Regions from separate parts of the Sus scrofa genome. Here region 2 is linked to region 1. A link is a contact called in public Hi-C data. All regions are on one chromosome and are shown on one strand. Each heading gives the region's core, a stretch centred on a gene start, on an enhancer-like site or on the middle of the called end of the contact. The rest is flanking DNA. Distances are from core to core; before and after follow the strand shown. Region 1 overlaps FOXO3 (forkhead box O3). Region 2 has its middle 83 kb from the start of ARMC2.

Evidence for each region. Hi-C and Micro-C count contacts between places; a contact is called where the count stands out from the background.
Region 2: a contact with region 1 is called in a Hi-C map of liver, with 4 times the contacts expected there. The contact joins two enhancer-like sites. A contact is called at or near these places in 3 of 47 Hi-C or Micro-C datasets (all in liver) and 1 of 2 datasets of contacts at active chromatin or transcription factors (skeletal muscle).

The regions. Positions count from the first base shown.
Region 1 is chr1:74,656,018-74,658,780 of Sscrofa11.1, reverse strand. All of the region lies in intron 1 of FOXO3 (forkhead box O3), which reads right to left. Among named protein-coding and RNA genes, the nearest start is that of FOXO3, 28 kb to the right of the region's middle. Within about 2 kb of position 1,375, at least 53 of the 83 cell types and tissues checked have an H3K27ac peak or open chromatin away from gene starts, as enhancers often do. A contact at or near this core is called in liver, where this site is marked.
Region 2 is chr1:74,839,308-74,842,007 of Sscrofa11.1, reverse strand. No RefSeq gene overlaps it. Among named protein-coding and RNA genes, the nearest start is that of ARMC2, 83 kb to the left of the region's middle. Within about 2 kb of position 1,312, at least 9 of the 83 cell types and tissues checked have an H3K27ac peak or open chromatin away from gene starts, as enhancers often do. A contact at or near this core is called in liver, where this site is marked.

The DNA of each region.
Region 1 (2,763 bases), core at 126-2,625:
GTCACAAAGGCAGGCAGGAGCTTCTTCTAAAGGAGAAGCCCAAAGTAAGAATGCAGCTTCCAGACCACCCTGCCTACCCCTAGGTGAGTGCTCTGAGCCCACCACCAACTTCTGGGCCTTAGTTTCTTCTACTGAATGAGGAGGCTACCCTAGAAGGAACTCTAATATTCTCTCCAGTCTCATAAAAGAGCAATAATGCCAAGACTAAAAAGAGAAAAGCTGCACATTTTTGGAACCATAAGAGATTTTGTAAACATGGCATCCAAAATTCTGACAGAAAAATCAACCTCAATTCTCCATTCATAATCCTTGGCCATTACAGTCTGTAAATAAGTATTTTTATTTTGTCTATCCACTGCCCCTTTCCTTTCCTCTAATTAAAGTATTACTCCTAAAAAAAAAAAAAAAAAAATAGGAGTTCCCATTGTGGCTCAGTGGTAACAATTCTGACCACTGAGGCATCCAAGAGGATGCAGGTTCGATCCCTGGCCTCACTCAGTGGGTCAGAGAGAGATCCGCTGTGGCTGTGGCTGTGGTGTAGGCTGGCAGCTGCAGCTCCAATTTGACCTGTAGCCTGGGAACTTCCATAGGCCGCAGGTGCAGCCCTAAAAAGCAAAAAAAAAAGGGGGGGATGGGGATTTAAATTAAATCCTGTTAATGAGTTACAGTCTTGACATTTAACTTTACATATCCATGTGCCTGTTTTTGTCTAAATACTAATGATTAAGGGTTTTTATTATGACATACTATGTACAGAAGATGGTCTCCTTTGATTAAGAATAAATCTCTAGAGGATGAAAATTTACCTTAGGAATAAAAATACATCACTTGATTTTGCAACAGTTTCATCCTAGGCAACATGCTTTTGTGTTTTGATTATTCGTGAAATTGCAAAGGATCACTTAAGCTTGACTAACGTTCAGTACAAAACAGTTGTTTTATATACTTGCAATTTGAAGGCTGTGTTTTAGAATCCACATTCACAACACAGTATAATCCAAAAGCCCCTTAACTTTCCTATAAGCATCTAAAGAAAGCACTGCTTTCCCAAATATCAGTCTCAGGACCCCGTGCTGCAGAGCCAGCCACCCTGCTGCAGCAAGATCGATTGGGCCTGACTCCTCCTCCTGCTCTGAAAGTTAACAGCCCTTAGAGCTGAGGGTCCCACGGGGCTAGACTGCTGTGGAGGGGGCCTGCGGGTCTGCTCTGGAATGGGGAAGCGGGTGTGTGGCCGGGAATAAAGCCTGCACTCGAAGAACAAAAGCCTGCCTCACGGATGGAGCGCTTTCCAAGACAGTCAGGAACAGCAGGGCCGAATGCTGGCAGGAGCTCGTGTAGGCGCGCGGCCCTTCTCGGTACTCGATGTCCCAAGCACCAGAGAGGAAGTAAACAAGGACCCGGCTTGGACAGGCGTCTGTGCAGCCCAGGGCAGCCAAGGCCCGGCCGGTCAAGACTCCTGACTCCCAGGCAGGGCACTGACGTCACACAGCTCCAGAATGTGGGTTGCCTGTGACCAGGAAAATTACACAGGCCAGTTTAAATGCAGCCTATATTCCTCGCCACCACCTAGATTTTCTTTTTTCAAAAACAGTAATCTTCTGGAGAAGTTCAGCAAAGCTGGGGCATGGCCAAGAGCTACACGTGGAATGGCCACAGAAATCCTATGCAGGTCCCATGCGTGATGCCACCCCCTTCTCCACCAAACGCATCTGCACCAAACTACCCCAGCCCCACCGGACCAAAGCCAGAGTTGGCTATTTTGCCTCAGCAAAGATCCTCGGGGATGTCCATTTTAAACTGCTCCTCTGCAGAACCTAAATTTACCCAATAAATGTTAAAGAACTAAGATACTGTCATGACTTTCCATCAAAAACTGTCAGCATTCCTTCAAGCTTTTCCATCTTCCAGTCACACTAGAGCAAACCACCTTTCTTGCCCTCCCCGAGTTGCCGAAAATAATCCCAGCAGAGCAGAAAGCATCCTGCGGAGGCTTTGCGTGCAAGGGCAAGGTGCCTTCGAGGGGAGCTGGTTTCTGTTTCTCCAGCCCAGACCAGCAGGATGCTGCATCTTCACTCACCACAAAGACAGTCTCAGTTTCTTCTTAGACTCTGCCTTTGGGGTGGAGGAAAGGGGGAGCCTGGGGGCAGGGCTATAAAGTAGCAGCAGTGCTGACCAGACGGAGGAAGGGAGAGCTGGGTCTGGATCTCTGCCCGCACATCTCATCTCATCCTGTATAACAAACGCATTCCTATAAAGTCGACGCCAACCGCGTTTCTGAAATGCGATTTTTAAAGAATGTAACACCTCATTAATTAAGTAAATTGTACAACAACCTCGGTTATGTCTTTTTTTATAAATCTTAAGTTTTCATTTAGTTCAGCTTTAAAAAATGCTATGCTATCCAGTCCATGCCAATGAATCAACACACTCACAACTGCAGAGATAAACGAACGGAATTTTTAAAAATAGACTGTTCAAAAAAGCAATTTACTTAAACAATTCACACCTATCACCTCTATCTTTGTTGAACTTATCAACTTAAAACTGATGAAATAAAACACATTCTTAAATGAGGTCACCAGCAATACAAATGGTTAGCAGATTGTCACGAGAACCTAAGAGCTTTTAACTCTGTTAAAGTGGCCTTAAAAAGTATCTTCACTCTTAAATGACCCTTACATTTAGGAGGCAGGGCCCTTTGGCCTTCTTGCAAATAGGGGGGTCACAAGACAGACCAGTGAAAAGTCAGAGCAGGAAGGAGGG
Region 2 (2,700 bases), core at 63-2,562, 180 kb before region 1:
TAAAAGGGAAAGAGCGACTACTTCTCACCAGGGCGCCTCACCGTCTTGTGTCCCATGCAGGTATCCACTGCAGCACGTCCCTATCTTGAGTCTCCGTCCCACAGGAACCCTGACCTGGACAGCTCACTCAGATGAGCCACCTGTGCTCAGGCGCAGGTGCTATGGCCCCACGTGTCACATCTCCTGCCATATGCAAAGTGTATCTGAACTCATGCCTCTTTCTAGAAAGACATGGCCTTACACAAATACAAAAAATGCTAATGATCAAAAGGGCAGGTTAACTTTATAGATGTAAAGTAAGGAGAATTGGGGGATTGGGTGAAGGGCGAGGAGCCCCACTCAAATGCCATTTTGCTTAGACTTAAATATGTCCCTATCAACAAGAATGTTAACTTATTGGAATAGTAAGCTACCTTGAATCCTCTATGGAGCAACAATGAATTTTTTAATGGAAAGAAAAAGGAGGAAAGAGAAAATAATAAAGAAAAAGGGATGATTAGGAGTTAGTAGAATGAGGGATCAAATTTTTTTTTTTTTTTTTAGGGCCATACCCACTACATATGGAGGTTCCCAGGCCAGGAGTTGAATCGGGGCCACAGCTTCTGGCCTATGCCACAGCCACAGCCACGCCAGATCCTTAACCCATTAAGCGAGGCCAGGGATCGAACCCAAAACTTTATGGTTCCTAGTGGGATTCGTTTCCACTGCGGCATGATGGGAACGGGAACGATTTTTAAAACACATCCGTATTCTTTCCTTTGCTTTTCTCCTTGTCCTTTGCAAGGGCAAAATGATATTAAGCCCCATGGTAATATGCTTCAAGTCTTATTTTTAATATATTACTGTCTAGGACATCAGTTCTCAGCATGTGTTCCAGGGAACCTGGGGAGGGGGTTGTCTTTGAGTCAAAACTGTTTTCCATTTTAGAGGATTCTTGAGGTCAAAACTATTTTCATAACAATAAGACTCAATTTGCCTATTTTTACTTCACTGAGTTTTCCAGAAGTTACGTGGTGTGTAATGACATTATTGCATCAAAAAATGTTCTATGATCCAAAATGGTTAGGAAATGCTTTTAGACAGTCTTAGAGAATTCACAATGACCATTAGCATATTAAAGGCTCTGAGAAGTTCTGTGGTAAAAATAATTCTGTTTAGCCTAATTTGATAAAACATTGAGAATTTATTTGACCATGGAATTTATTTCTGCTTTGTTTTAGTTTTGGGTGATTGGTGTAGCACCTCTTGCTCAATGTTTTGGGAAATGTTTCTCCGGGGTTAAGATAATAAGTTAAGAATCCTCTGGCCAAGGAACAGAAGCGAATAAACACTGGGCACAAGCAGGCCAGGAGAAGTGCTGCGGTCAAGAGCAGAGCCGACTGACTGCCTGAGTTCAAATCCTCATTCTGCCACTTACTAGCTGCGACTCCGGGCAAGTTACTTAACCTCTCTGTGCTTTAGATTCTTTATGCATAAAATGGCAAAGATCATACCTCTCTCTATGTGTATACACACACCACCAGACATACCTTACAACAGGTCCTCGCACACAGAAAACACTAGGTAAAAGCTGGCTCTCATCTATTACTGCGCCAAACATGCTGGCCTAGGGGCCCGACCTAAAGCCAGGCCACTAATGAGTGATGTGATCCGAGACAACTCCTCTCTCTGCCGTTTCCCCCGTACGTCGAATCAGAAAGTGAAGTGAGGTAGTCTCTGGAGCCCCTTCCGGTGCTGATACCCAGACTCCACACCTTCCTGGCAGAACGTGGCACTCACCTGGAGCCCATCGGGAGAAGGAACGTAGAGGGAGAGGGAGGGCTGGGAGCCCCCAGGTCCTGGGCAGTTTCCACAGTGGATGAAGGGATCCCCAAGACGGGATGGTTGGCCCTTGAGGATGGCGTCCATGAGTTCCAGAGTTCTGCCTCCCAGCAAACCAGCTTCTCACCCTGCCCAGGTGTGAAGGAGAAATAAGACAGGGTCCGGTGCTCCTACCACCGCCACTGCCTCTATGGCACCACCACCATTTATAATTGGCTCCTGCAGAGGAGGGGCTGGCTGCAGAGAGGACTGGGCTCTTTATAAGGAGTTAACTGGACACAGGGTTTCCAGCTTTGAGGCAGCTTTTTCTGTTCTCTTCTAAGGACAGCCCCAGCCCCAGGGAAACCTTTTGGACACTTATCACTGGTCAGACACAACAACGTCTGCCCCTGTAAAAATTCCTCCAGTATGACTTCACCACCACCAGGAATGAGGAGAATACACAGACTCAAAAAAAGAAAAAAAAAAATTAAAATGACTCTATAAGATTTTGAATTGCTGGCAGCTGTGGGCCAAGGTAGAGGCACCCAACATCAGGCTTAAGTAGCTAAATTGGGAACATTTGAATGCTGGGTTTTACTTGTGCTTAAAAAAGCCAGTAGCAGCTCAGCTGCCAGATGTTGGGGAACTTCAACATGTAGCTCACGGGGACATGGTATCAGCAACGCTTTTGCAGGTGACCACATGTCAAAGGGTGCTGACAACTTGCTTTCCGAAAACTGCTTCTAGGAAGGGAGGCTTGTGGCTTTCATGTTTCACTTTCACTGAAGAAGTTAAATTTGGGAACCCCAAAAAGGATCTCATTTAACTCAGAGAAGACTGGTGCTAGAGCTTGTCAGCAAAGGAAGAATTTCTGAGAACTGTGGCTTTGTAAGAGCT